2 separate regions of the Sus scrofa genome follow, and region 2 is linked to region 1. Evidence: chromatin contacts called from public Hi-C data. All regions are on one chromosome and are shown on one strand. Each heading gives the region's core, a stretch centred on a gene start, on an enhancer-like site or on the middle of the called end of the contact. The rest is flanking DNA. Distances are from core to core; before and after follow the strand shown.

Region 1 (6,661 bases), core at 1,418-3,917:
AGCCGCCTCCCCAGGGGCTGTGGCACTCTGCAGAGAAGCCTGCCAGCAGTAAAACAGGACTGCTTGTGGAACCACTGCCATGCTTCTGCTCACTGGCTTTCTTTGGATTTAAGGAGAGGGAGGCGGGAAATTGGGGTAGTTCAATAGGATGCTGCTTCTTTCCAGTTGTTGATAAGTGAACAGGAAATGACGCTTCCTGACCATCCGTCACATTTAAGCACTCATCCAGGCTAGGCCGATAGGTGGAACGGAACACAAACAATGCCCTACCGTAAGGGTATTTGGTGTCCAGGATGTTCTCTGCTGTCCTCCTCCAAGGCAAGAGGTCATCACTGCACCCATTGGGCATTCCATTGTACCCGATGCCCACAATCTTATTTTCTGCATTCACGATGCAGGCTCCGACCTACAGGGAAACACACCCAAAGGCTCAGTGACTTTGAAGGAGGGCTGGCCTGTCACCAGAGAGGCAGTATGAGAGACCAGAGGCCTATGGAGCTCCCAAACGGCAGGCAGCTTCTGGATGTGCTAAGAGCTCTGTGTCTCTGGGTATAAGAGGCAGTGAATGATGGCATGTGACAATTTATTCTCTCACAGGAAAATGTGAGCACTCAGGAGTGCAGCATGAAAAACAGCAGGTTTTCTCCGCTTCCGTAAGCGGGCGGGTGTCCACAGAGTCTCTTGCTTGTATAATTGGCTGATGTGTGGGAACCTCTGTGTCTGCTTGTGAAACATTCAGACTGTAAAACTGAATGAATTCCCAAACATTCTCCTGTAAAACTCACCTACCTGGGAATTTGGATCTTTGCTCCTCTGTGCTGACAGGAAGGCCACTGCCATGAAATACTCAGGCCACTCCAAATAGTCATCACGTTTTTTGCAGGGCACTTTGCTCATGCTGAGTCTAGAAAAAAAAACACAACAGAACAGCGGTCGAGAAACACATTTTGGTCAATCTGCTTTCCAGCTTAACCCAAGCACATTTCAACTTTGGATCGACAAAGTCAGACAATTTCAATGTACATTTATCAATCAGAAATGACAGCATCTGAATCCCAGGCGATCTCTGGTCTTAAGAAAAAAAAAAAATTAAGAAATTAAGTTCCTATTTCAGAAGTTTGGGTTCAGCCTGTAAGGCTATTCCCAGATATTACATCTAGTCACTGCTTTCTCATAGGATTTACTACGCATGCCTGCCCTACAAATCACTCTCATCCTTTACATCTCCCCCATCAAATGGAGCCAGCACAGGAGGGAGGGGAAAGGGAACCCTGATTGACCATCTAATATATTTCAGACACGGTGAAAAATGATACATAGCATCTCACCCAAGCTTCATTCTGAGCTAAAGTAACTAACATTCCTCTTACGAGAACTTAGGTGGCTCGCCTGAGATCACATCACATGATTATCCATCCATGCTGGCTGGATTCCACTTGGAGCTGTCCCAACTGTGATATTCATTTGTGCCTTTCCTTTCCCCAGATGGGACAGAAGTTATCTATACCGAGTAATGAACCAAATGAGAAGAAGCTATGAAGTGTGACAAGAGTACTAAGGCAAGATCTCAGTAACACTGGGCTACCCAGCAGGTGCAAGCGGTCTCTCTTCAGGGAGTGGCCCTGAAGGGACTTAAAACTCCCAGGAAGGAAGGTGTCCTTTCAAAGGAGAGGAAACAAGGGCAAGGAAGGAGGGCCACACAAGACCCAGATGGCTCTCAGTGAGAAGTCTTGAGAAAGCCTGGACACCTGGGCTAAAGGGGAGATTTCCCGGCAGCTGGGTGTCAGGATCTCCTGTGAAGTTTAGGCTATCCCGCACGGTGGCGGGGCCCAGACTGGGGCGCAGCCAACAAGCTGGCACTGGGCACCACTGTTACCCACTGATTACATTGCCCAAATTCTGAGAAGCCTGTAAACCCTCCTAATACGAAGCGATGTTGGCTGGAACTTTACCACCTGGTTTAACAGTCAGTCTCCGTAGTCTCTGCTGGAGACCCGGTTAACTGCTTGCTAAACAGTAGGTTAGCAAGGAGAGGAGAAAAAGGAGAAAGGAATTTTTTTCCTCGGTTTGGTTTCACGTTCGCTGGTGCCCCGAAACCCAGGGGCAGAAGTACAGGAGGGACGAGCCACCCGCCGGGATACAATCCATGCTTCTCCCGCCACCCTCGATTCCGATCCCAGGTCGGAACCACGCACCCCCAACGCACACATGACTGCTCTTTTCAGGTCCCCCCGGAACCACCGGGCGCTCTCGGCTCCCGCGAAAGAGAAAGCGTCCTGGAGGCTTGAACTGACCGAATACCGCGGCCCCGCGCGTGTTTGCCCAGCGGAGGCTCCAACCGGGATGGTGCGTCCCCAGGACTCCCTGCGCCCCAGCCGCGCCACGTGGACCCGTACCGCTGCCCCCGCCCTCCCTCCGGTCAGGGTCCGCGACCTGCAGGCCGGCGCTCGTCCCCGCCGCCGCCGCCGCCGTCCCGCCGCGCGCCCGGGGAGGAAGTCGGCAGAGGAGGCGGGGCCGCCGCGTGGCCGGAAGGTGGCGGCCGCGCGCCCCAGGATGGGCCGGGGGGCGCGCGCCGGGCGGGCGGTTCCTCCGCAGGGTCGCCTGCGCGCTTGTCCCAGCCGCACAGTTAACTCGCCCAGCCCACCTAAAGGTCCGGATGGCGCCCTTTAGGGCCAGCGCACGAACGTCTCCTTCCGGGCCGGCTGGCCCCCTTTGTTGTGGGGGGTTTGGGTTTCACCGTTGACTTTGATCTGGCGGCGGCGGCCGCCGAGCCCCGGAGCCCGCGAACCCATCCCGAGGCCGCTGGGCGGGACCTGCGCGGTCGCCCGGCCACCCCGGGTCACCGGGAGGTACGGCAGGCGGCCGCTCCCGGGGCTCTGACCTTAAAACCATTGCAGTTTTCAGATCGCAGAAAAGTAGGTCGTTTTTGTTGTTGATGGTGCAGGTTTGGGGATTTATTTTTCCCCCACCTGACTTTACTATCTGCTACCTAAGGCTCTCCGTTATTAAGAAATTATATAGAGAGAGGTCTTTTACCTGTGCAAAAGACCCGAAAGAATCTACTGCACTAAAGCGGAAAGGGGAAGGAAGGAAAATTGGTTTGAGTCTCTGGAATGGGCCTGCTCTGTCGCCATGTCTTCCTGGGTAATTTTGACCTGTAGTAGCTTCACAGTTTCACGGGGAAGGAGTTTGTTGGGGGCAGAGAACTGGGTTGGGCGGGGAAGCTCTGCCTCGAGGCTCGAATGCCTCGAAGCTGCATTTGCATAAGCGCTTTGCTTGACCAGCTTTACAGTTCCTGCTCAAGTTGTGTAGAAGGGTCTGAGATGTGTGCCAAAGCCTGCGATCCCTTCTCAACCCTCTCCACTGTCCACACCCCTCCCGGTCTTCCCCGTGATGTTTGCTGGCTATGCAATTGTGCACATTTTGTTACAATTATTTAAAAAATAAAACAAAACAAAAAAACCAAAACCAAAAAACATGGTGCAGATCAATAGGAAAGACCTTGGGTGACATTTCTGAAGTTCTATGCTCTAGGGAACTAAATCTGATTTTCTTGTTTCCTTATTCTGTTCAAATGTATAGCCCTTAAGTCTAGTGGAACACTGGTTCCACCCCTGAGAATGACAAAAGAACCCCTTTCTGTTTCACACGTGGGGCTTGAGGATACTGTCAGCGCTCCATAAATAATAGCTACTGTAGTGATCATGAGTTCTGATCAGCACATCCCAGATCTGAGCCTCTAATCCAAACAAAAGCTTGTTAACTATATTAATTTACCCTAACAGAGGAAGAATGATGAGAATAAACAGTTGGTTCTATCTAATTTCTCACCACAGCAGACACATCATTCTTCATCTCCATGGTCCAGCCTGTAGATTCAATAATTAAATTATGTACTGTGTTCAGTGGATGCCGGGAAAGCAAAGGGGAAAAAAATACTTCATCCTTAACTATAGATTTTTTTTTTTTTTTTTTGCCTTGAGAAGACTGAGACTGGAAAGAGCTATGTAGATTAAGATGATGACTTTTAATGTCAAGTTAACTTTACTTGGCTGTCTTGTTGCCACTAAAATTTATTATATGCTGAGCCCCTGCTTCTTTTCCCCTCCCCAATCCACTGGTAGGTCCCTGTCACACTCATCTATAGTCTTTGAGTCTTCATAGATCCATTTCTCTTCTTACCAGCCTCCAACCTACGCATCGCCAATTGCTTCTGGTCCTTCAACCACAACATCATTAAGCTTTCTTCCTTCCTCTGCTCTGTAAAGACTATCATACATAATTTAGTTACTTCTCATCAGTCTCCATTTTGGTCAACTCACACAGTCCCCTCTGCAATAAATTCAGGATCCTACTTGCTACAAACACATTACCCTGAATGTTCCCGTGTTTCACTGAAAGTCTCTCATCTTATAAAATGACATCATTCATAATACAGGAAACCCTCCTGATTCATGGTTTCACAACTTGAGGTTTCAATTATTCCACACTAACTGCGAACTCAGGCACCTTTGGAAGAAAAAAATGCATTCCTTGGTTTATCTTGCTCATTAACACCTTGTAACTCCAAGTGTGACTGTAGGTGTTAAGTCTCTTGTTAATACCTTGTATTTTGGTTTATAATTGAAGATCTTTCTTCACCTACCACAGACACAGAGGCTTACTATGTTTTCAGCCACATCAAGTGTGAGGAGAGGGGGCTTTACACGGGTAGACACAATCAGCAGTTTGTGAGGATTATGCCACAGGCTTTGGCTTGGCACCTCCATTCACAGGCTGGAGGATTATCCATGTCTTCTCTGTAGCATGGCCGGGAATTTATTTCAGTACCTTGAAGGTGGCAGATCTGGGTTAAAAAGACAGAAGTCAAGGTAAGTTTCCTCAGGTGGGACTTTGATGGCATTCATGGATGTCTGCTCTGTCACCATATCACCTACCACTTCTCCCATCACCTCGGCTTACCCAGGAAAGGCTGGGACTTGCAACCTAGAAACAGAGGCAAGGAGTCTGGAAAGTCACCCATCTGGGTGTGTCAAGTTTGTCATGGGGAAAAAGTCTAACCAGACTTGATCTCCGATTCTACTTCTTACTACCCAAATGACCTTCAGAAGTTACTTTCATCCTTGGAGTCTTTTGTTCCTCGACTGTAAAATCAACAATATCTGTACATTCGATCATTTTTAAATTAATTCTCTATGTGCTAGGTGCTATGAATCCCAACAACCAACAAGATAAACCCACGAATGTCCTCACAGAGCTTCCCTCCTGCCCCACATCCTCCCTTCAACCCCCTAACCCCTCCCCCACCAAATAAATGCTGAGTAAATGAACCTCGTTGCTGGATCAGTTAACACAATGAATGTTATTATAAGATAATCTGTCTGTTAGAATATCCTTGTTCTTAATCCAGTGATAGTCACGACCAAAATCTTCTTTTCCTGGCTCAACAACTGCCCTTAGAGGCAAAATACCACTTTCACTGTTTTTTAAAGAAATAATTGTTTATGTTCCCATGCAGCAGTCCAACTAGAGAGAACTGCTTAAACCTTAAGTTAGGGGATGAGCGGACCAGAAAAGAAGTCAATGTAAATTCTAGGGAAGAAATTAAATAAGTGTTCTTGTCAATATATACATTTTTATACATGTGTTAGAGCCTAAAGTCAGTTGTTCATGTCTAAGGAAAGGCAGAGAGACTGAAAGTTGATATGATAGAATACTCCTATCCAAAACTTCAAGATTCCTAAATAGGTTTTGAGTTAAGAATTGAGGCCCTCGATTATCTTTATCATGATACATTTTCAGTGCAGCAAAAGCAGTACAAGCCTACCTCAGGAAACAAGAAAAAGCTCAAATAAACAACCTAACTCTACACCTAAAGCAACTAGAGAGAGAAGAACAGACAAACGCCAAAGTTAGCAGAAGGAAAGAAACCATAAAGATCAGAGCAGAAATAAATGAAATAGAAATGAAGAAAACCATAGAAAAGATCAACGAAACTAAAAGCTGGTTCTTTGAAAAGATCAACAAAATTGATGATACATCCTCAAAATTATTACTATTTTTTTTTTTTTTTTGCCAAACCCACAGCATATGAAAGCTTCCAGGTCAGGGATTGAATCTGAGCTGCATCTGCTACCTACACTGCAGCTGCAGCAATATGGGATCTTTAAACCCACTGCACCAGGCCGGGGATCAAACCTGGACCTCCGCAGCGACACTAGCTGCTGTAGTCAGATTCTTTTTTTTTTTTTTTTTTTTTGCTTTTTGGGGCCGCACCTGCGGCATATGGAGTTTCGCAGGCTAGGGGTCCAGTCGGAGCTATAGCTGCTGGCCTACACCACAGCCACAGCAACACTATAACCAAGCCAAGTCTGCAACCTACACTACAGCTCATGGCAATGCCAGATCCTTAACCCACTGGAGCGAGGCCAGGGATCGAACCTGCAATCTCATCGTTCCCAGTGGGATTCATTTCTGCTGCGCCATGATGTGAACTTCCTTGTAGTCAGATTCTCAACTCACTGTGCAGCAGTGGGAATGCCACATCTTCAAAATTATAATGAAGATCAGTGAGGAAGTGTTAACCTGGCTTGTGCACCTGCTTTGCCATTGTATATCAACAAGTGTTGGTTGACTAAATAAAGGAAGTAATTGCTTTATG
Region 2 (6,661 bases), core at 1,213-3,712, 430 kb after region 1:
GATTTCAAGTTTAATTGGCCTGACTCAAGCAGCAGCTGAAACTTCTCAGGCAGGATCTTTAGGAAAACTTCACTATTACTAGCTAGAGTTTGAAGTGGTTGCTCCCCTTTCTCACAGCACAAATAAGGGTCTACCAGGTAACTCTTAAAGTAATGGATTTAGAAATTAAAGGCAATCTCAGACACTTCTATTAATTTGGTGGTGGCCTTTACTTACCTTTTTAAAGGTTACTTTTGGAAGAAAAATATACTGAAGAACAAATAAGATGTCTTTTGCTTTATTCATTCAATTAAATACCATTGATTAATTTCTACATTGCAGAGAATTAGGGACTTTTTTTTTTTTTTGTCTTTTTGTCTTTTTGCCATTTCTTGGGTCGCTCCCGCAGCATATGGAGGTTCCCAGGCTAGGGGTCGAATCGGAGCTGTAGCTGCCGGCCTACACCAGAGCCACAGCAACGCGGGGGATCCGAGCCGTGTCTGCAACTTATACCACAGCTCACGGCAGATCCCTAACCCATTGAGCAAGGGCAGGGATGGAACCCACAACCTCATGGTTCCTAGTCGGATTCGTTAACCACTGAACCATAACGGGAACTCCGAGAATTAGGGACTTTTAAATACTGTATTTAGCAGGGTACAGGAACCCAATTTGAAAAGGCCCCAAGTTTCCAGCTAAGTAATTACTGAGAAGAAAAGGACATGATAAATAACCAAGGTCAAGGGTTGAGTTTGGGGAGGTTGGTGATTTTTTTTTTTTTTTAATTCTCTCCACCCAGTCTGCTTTCAAAAGTATGGCAGGAATAAGCCTTTGATTCGTTTTTGTAAATTAATATAGCAAGAAAAGCACTTGTCTGAAATAATTCACACCCACATATATATGACCAGATAAGAGTGTCCTTAGGTTTAGAAAAACACAAGCTCAAAAATCATTATCTGGATTTTTTTTTTTTTTTTGCTTCCTTTCAGCTTGTTCAATAGGATTATGAAAGGTGAAAATAATGCTCTAAAAGTTTTACATTTGCATATTCATCCTCCCTTCATCTCATGCTCTTCTGTTCTTGGAGGGAGTGCTCTAGGTATTCAGAATCACTGCCTTTTCTCACTTCTACTTTCTAACCATGTGTCATATCTGCCTGCAGATCACTATTTAGGCTGAATAAAATCATAGGTGCATTCTATGTCTAATCAGAATCAATAAATAATAAGACATTGTGCATTATTTGGGGCCTTCAAAAAAACCCTAACCGATTTAAATCTATGTGTAAACAAAACTAGTAAGGTTCAGGCAAAAAGTGATAAAATTCAATTTTTCACAGTGACTGTTTTTTGACAAGATCTGGCTGCTTAACCTAAGAGATTTAAAGGAGGACAACAATAAGAAACCTAGATGATTCTCTGAAATACAATACTACACTGCCTGGGTTGAAGTGGTCAAAACCTCAAAGTGTCACAGGAAAATAGCACATGACAATCTTCGAGTCCTGTGTAATATTACTTTGTTCCCAAGACTCAAATTTCCAAGAATGCTTTGTTTCGGCTTTAAAATTTAAAATATCCTGTACCTCAAGGTCTAGATTTCTCTTTGCATGTCAATGGTAACCATACTATTAACAGCTATTTCAAAAGTACTCTAAATAGGTCACCATGCAAGTGCACCACCGCGGCGAACCAAATGGATATAAGGAGAAATCCAAATTTATCACCCACTCACGTTTTCTTTTTAACTCAAATGTGCTACTCACAATAGTGTTTGTTTACTTTGGCACGCCATTAAAATTCTCTTTGTATTAGTTCTCTTTACACCCGTTTCTTCCAAAAACACACGTCATTATACAAACTGAGTCCATCTGAAATTAAAATTAGCTCCTCTGCCTGGCATTTCAGTTTACAAAAGACAGAAATTAAACCCTGTCGACCGATCACCTAGATGAGGACGTGAACCTGATTCCTAATTAGGTTTTTCCTCGCGTCTTCACCACCCCTTGTCCTCGGGCCCCCCAGTGTTTTTCTGTCTTAGAGGAGAAAGATGTTAAGGTGGTGGTGAACCTCAAGCCGCCAGGAAGCCCTAGCCGACGTTTAATGCTTAAACGTTCTGATCCCCCGGGGGGAAACTTTTTTCTTTTTCTTTTTTTAAGGTTACCCGTTGGACAGTTTTCAGGGCAGTCAGCCCACACTAAACTCGATCTCCCAAGAGCGGGAGGGTGGACAAAACCTGCACGGTCGTGGGACGGCGCGGGGGGGCCCCGCGTCTGAGGAAGGGTGGGACCTCGTTGAAGCCAGGAGATTCAAAACACGGATCGACTAAGGGAGAAAGAAACCTCAGGGGGCTGTGGGGGCACCGCCTACCTCCGCGATCAGCCCCGGATGCTCCGGGAGCCTACAGGCCGCGGCGGGAGGAGGACCGAGCCCGAGGGCGGTGCCGAGCGGGCGGGCACACAGCCGCCGCGCATGCTCGGAGCCGCGCCCGCTGCAAGCCGCCGCGTCGACCCGCAAGGCCTCCCTCCAGGGTCGCGGCGGAGAGCCACCGCCCGCTGCTCCTTTTAAGGCTTGCGAGGGGCCGCGCTTGATCCACCTGATGGGGGAAAAGTCGGTAACACCGGGCTGGGGGAGCTGGTCCAAGCTTCCCCCTCCCTGTGGGAAGGACGAAAGGGAGGACTCAGCCGTCAGCCCCCGCAAGTCCCATTCAGACCTTGAGCAAAGAGGTGGACTTGACAGTGCTTCCCCTTTAAGAGGGGGCGGTGCGCAGCCTGCCGTTTGGCTGCCCTTCGCACCCTCCCCCCGCCCCGGGCCGAGAGTTTACAGACCAATCACCCGGGTGGCGGAGGGAAGGCGGGAGAATGCGAACCTTTCGGTAGGGCGGTAGGGGCGGGCCCCCGGCCTTATTAGGAGGGAGGCCTGCGCAGGCGCAGACGCGTCCGCAGCCGGAGGGGCGGGGGCAATCCAGTGAGAGACTCTCCGACAGGCACCGAGGGTGATTGGGAGGAAAGGGGCAGCGAAAGGCTTGTCATGGGGTTCCGAGCTGCGAAGCGGCATCGGTAGCATCTGGGGATTTTGAGGGGGACAGGAAGTGTCAACGCCCGGGACCCCGGCGCCAGCTCCGCTGGGGGGATCCCCGCTGCTCTAGTCCTGGGGAGGGAGGGGAAAAAGGAGGGAGCCCAGATCTCGCCCCGCCCCTGGGCTTGTTACCGCGGGGGCGGGGAGTGAGGGCTTCTTTTTGGGGGGAGTGGAGATCGGGGGACTCGGCTGTGCCCTCCTGAGCGGCTGCGGGTGTCCCCGCGGCGCCGGGCTGCGGAGCAGAGGAGCCGCGGCGGCCGTGGCTGTTGCATGAGTGGCTGCTGGATGCGGAGGCGGCGGCGGCGGCGGCGGCGAGGAGCAGCAGCGGCGGCAGGATGTTAGGGCAGCAGCAGCAGCAACTCTACTCGTCGGCCGCACTCCTGACCGGGGAGCGGAGCCGGCTTCTCACCTGCTACGTGCAGGACTACCTCGAGTGTGTGGAGTCGCTGCCCCACGACATGCAGAGGAACGTGTCCGTGCTGCGAGAGTTGGACAACAAATATCAAGGTAGGGGCCGCGGGACTGCCTGTGCGGGTCCTCCCCCAACTCATCCGCTGGCCGCCGGGCACGGTCCCTCGGAGCCTGCCTGGGGAAGTGCCGCTTTCCATTTCTCCTGTGACAGTCTCCCCGAGTGTACAGAGGGGTCTGGTGTGTGGGACGGGAGAACGGGACTGGAGACGGGGTTCGCGGCCCTCCCTTCCCCCTGCGGTCGGCGAGGACTTCTCTTGGAGTCTCAAGGGTGGAGGTGGGGGCGGCTCGACAGCCCCCGCTGCAGACCCGGAGGCTGCAGCTGGTGTGGAGGGGAATCAGCCATTTTAAGCAGCAAGCATTTGTTCCGGCGCTCCCCTGCCCGGTGCCGCAGACCCTCCTGCCCCGGCCGGGGAGTGTACGGCCAGGCGGGGCTGTGGGGAGTGAGCGGCCGGCCGCGGCCGGACTCCCGCTGGTCTCCTGGGCCTGGCTTTCCCCACCCCCCAGGTGGGCCCCCACTCCTTGAGAGCAGATGCATTGGAACGTGCGAGGGGGAGGGGGCTAGAGGGCTGCGAAGGCGGCCTCCGGGGAGGTCCCTCCGTCGGCTCTCAGGCTCCGGACTCGGGAATAGTAGTCTCCTCTCCCGCCCCAGGGAAAGTTCCGGGCCGTAGCCTTTCCCAACTTGTTCAGCCAAATGGTTAAAGGGCTAGGGGGGTCCCTGCGGGGAAGGAAGAGGGTGTGTGTGTGTGTGTGTGTGCGCGCGCGCGCGTGTGTGTGTGTGTGTGTGTGTGGCGGGGAGGGCCCCCACTTGGGGGCGGGGCCTGAGGCCGTGACGTAGGACATGGGAGGGGCGAGGACACGCGCGCTCCCGCCGGTCTCGGGAATGGCCAGTGTCGGGGATGGCTGGTCTCGCACAGAGTTGGGCGAAGCTAGCTGGTTGGAAACGGGTGGGAGCTGTGCGGGAAGTTAGCTCGTTCTCAGGAGATTCAGTGTTGGGATCTGGGACTGTTTGTTGTGATTTTTTTTTTTTACTTTTTCCGAACCACTCAATCACGACAAAGACACTGTCAGATGCTGGGATCGTCCCTGACCCTGGCACCGCGTAGGTTCCGGGCCTTGCGTCACTTCCGGGCCCTTGGAGGATGTGGGTTGGTTGACTGGGCAACCGCCTGGCGTCCCTTAAACCCTGAGTCCCTCCTCTTGCCAAGTTTAAGTGATTGAGGCACTAGTCACCCTTTGTGGTCCGATCCAGGAGGCTAGGACTGGGGCTCAGCTTTTCTTACAGAAAGTATTATTTATTATTTTCCATTGGTGGCCCTTTCGCCTTTCGCCAGAAGGGGAGTCTAAATGGGGAGCCGTTTGCGTTTAATAACCCTGAATCAAGGAACAGATCTGGGACTTAATGTGTAACCAGCCATATGGACTTTAAAGGGATAACTTCTTGGACCCATTCTCTGTTTCGGCACGTCACTAATCCTGTGATTTAGTCTCTAAGGAACCCGTTTCTTAAAGGGTGATATTTTTGGGCCTGTAGGATTTTAGAGCATCTCGGTGTGTTTTAATCTGTAATTTATTTTGAGCCCGTATGATTAAGAGGACTGATCTTTATGCGGGGGGAGTAGTGAAATAATACAGATTATTTACCGTCAGTTGCTGCACCACGTCCAGAACATTATCTCATTTAATCTTCACAACTCTATGAAATTAAAATTCATTTTGCAGATAAATTAAAATTTACAAGGAGTTTTAAGTTACTTGTCCGATTAAATGGGGAATGTTTGACTCCACAGCCTGGCTACTTCAGGGGCACATCCTTGTTTTTAAATTATTTAAGCTTTTTTTTTTTTTTTTTTTAAGTACTCTCTAAAGGTATTTTCTATAGACATGGAGCACATACTTGAAATTGTAACCTAAAAATGTTATATGTGTGCTTAAGAATTGTATGTTGAACAACTTTAGTTTTTCAAATAATCATAACTCTGAACTTTGTAAAACTTGCAGGCTTTTACATTTCTTTAAAGATGTATTTGCCTTTACAAAAGTCAAGCTATTTTCATTTGAGTTGGGAGGGACAGTTTATTACAGGGAAATCTGCCATCTTGACCTTCTAGAGTTGACAGAAGTAGCTCTAACGACACAAGAGACAGGATTAGGCCTTCAAAAATGGAGAGATTTAAAAAAATTAGCTCCGTTTAGATTGTAGTTACTTTCAAAAGAAACGTAAAAACAATGATCTTGTTTTTACTCTGTACAATGCTTACTAAGCTCAACTTTCACAGTTTTCCATTAGCTTTATATGCTTGTTTGTTTTTGGTTTTTTTTGTAGGTTTTTTTGTTTGTTTGTTTGTTTTGTGGGGGGTTTTTTGGCTTTTTAGGGCTGCACCTGCGGCATGTGGAGGTTCCCAGGCTAGGGGTCTAATCGGAGCTGTAGCTGCGGGCCTACACCACAACCACAGCAACACAGGATCCAGCCCCCTCTGCGACCTACACCACAGTTCACACCAATGCCAGATCCTTAACCCAATGAACAACCCACGGATTGAACCCGAGTCTTCATGGATACTAGTCAGTTTCATTAACCACTGAGCCAGAATGGGAACTCTGGCTTTTAGGTTTTTTTTTTGTTTTGTTTTTTTTTGTTTTTTTTATTTGCTAGTTCTAAAATATTGTTTTTAGATCTAATACTTATAGTAATAATTAGTGATATACATTACATCGAAAAATTTCTCTCCAACCTATTTGAGACACTTTAAGAAATGACAGAAGAACCTTAAAAGTAGCTTTAAAAACTTTTAAAGATAGAGAAATGAAGAAAACCATCTCACATTTGAGTGAAATTATTATGGGCTATGGTTAAAAACTGGAACCTCAGTTTTTATAAGTATTCTTGTTTGTAATTCTTGAGTAAATAACCTTTGAACTAAAATTTAGTACTTAATTTCAAGTGCCTTCCATGCAGCTGAGTAGAAAGTGCTTAAACAGCAGAGTCAGACTAGCAGATCTGACAAAGTTCAGAGTCTGGAGTTGTTACCAGTTGAGTTTCATTTTCTTCACATCCAGAAGTGGTGGCTTCCTCATGGGAATGCTGTGGGAATTAATGAAAAAGTCACATAAAAGGGCCTTAGTAAGTATTAGTG

What was found. A called contact is a pair of places that touch in the nucleus more often than the background predicts.
Region 2: a contact with region 1 is called in a Hi-C map of skeletal muscle, with 5 times the contacts expected there. The contact joins the promoter of ING2 here to the promoter of DCTD in region 1. A contact is called at or near these places in 2 of 47 Hi-C or Micro-C datasets (heart right ventricle and skeletal muscle).

Annotation. Positions count from the first base shown.
Region 1 is chr15:44,489,927-44,496,587 of Sscrofa11.1, forward strand. It overlaps DCTD (deoxycytidylate deaminase), which reads right to left and starts at 2,668. Exons shown (of 6, transcript XM_021075124.1): 1 at 2,645-2,668; 2 at 790-904; 3 at 271-406. The coding sequence starts at 897.
Region 2 is chr15:44,915,133-44,921,793 of Sscrofa11.1, forward strand. It overlaps ING2 (inhibitor of growth protein 2), which reads left to right and starts at 2,463. Exons shown (of 2, transcript XM_003133342.5): 1 at 2,463-3,563. The coding sequence starts at 3,392. It overlaps LOC100621235 (a long non-coding RNA gene), which reads right to left and starts at 2,434. Exons shown (of 5, transcript XR_001301384.2): 1 at 2,349-2,434.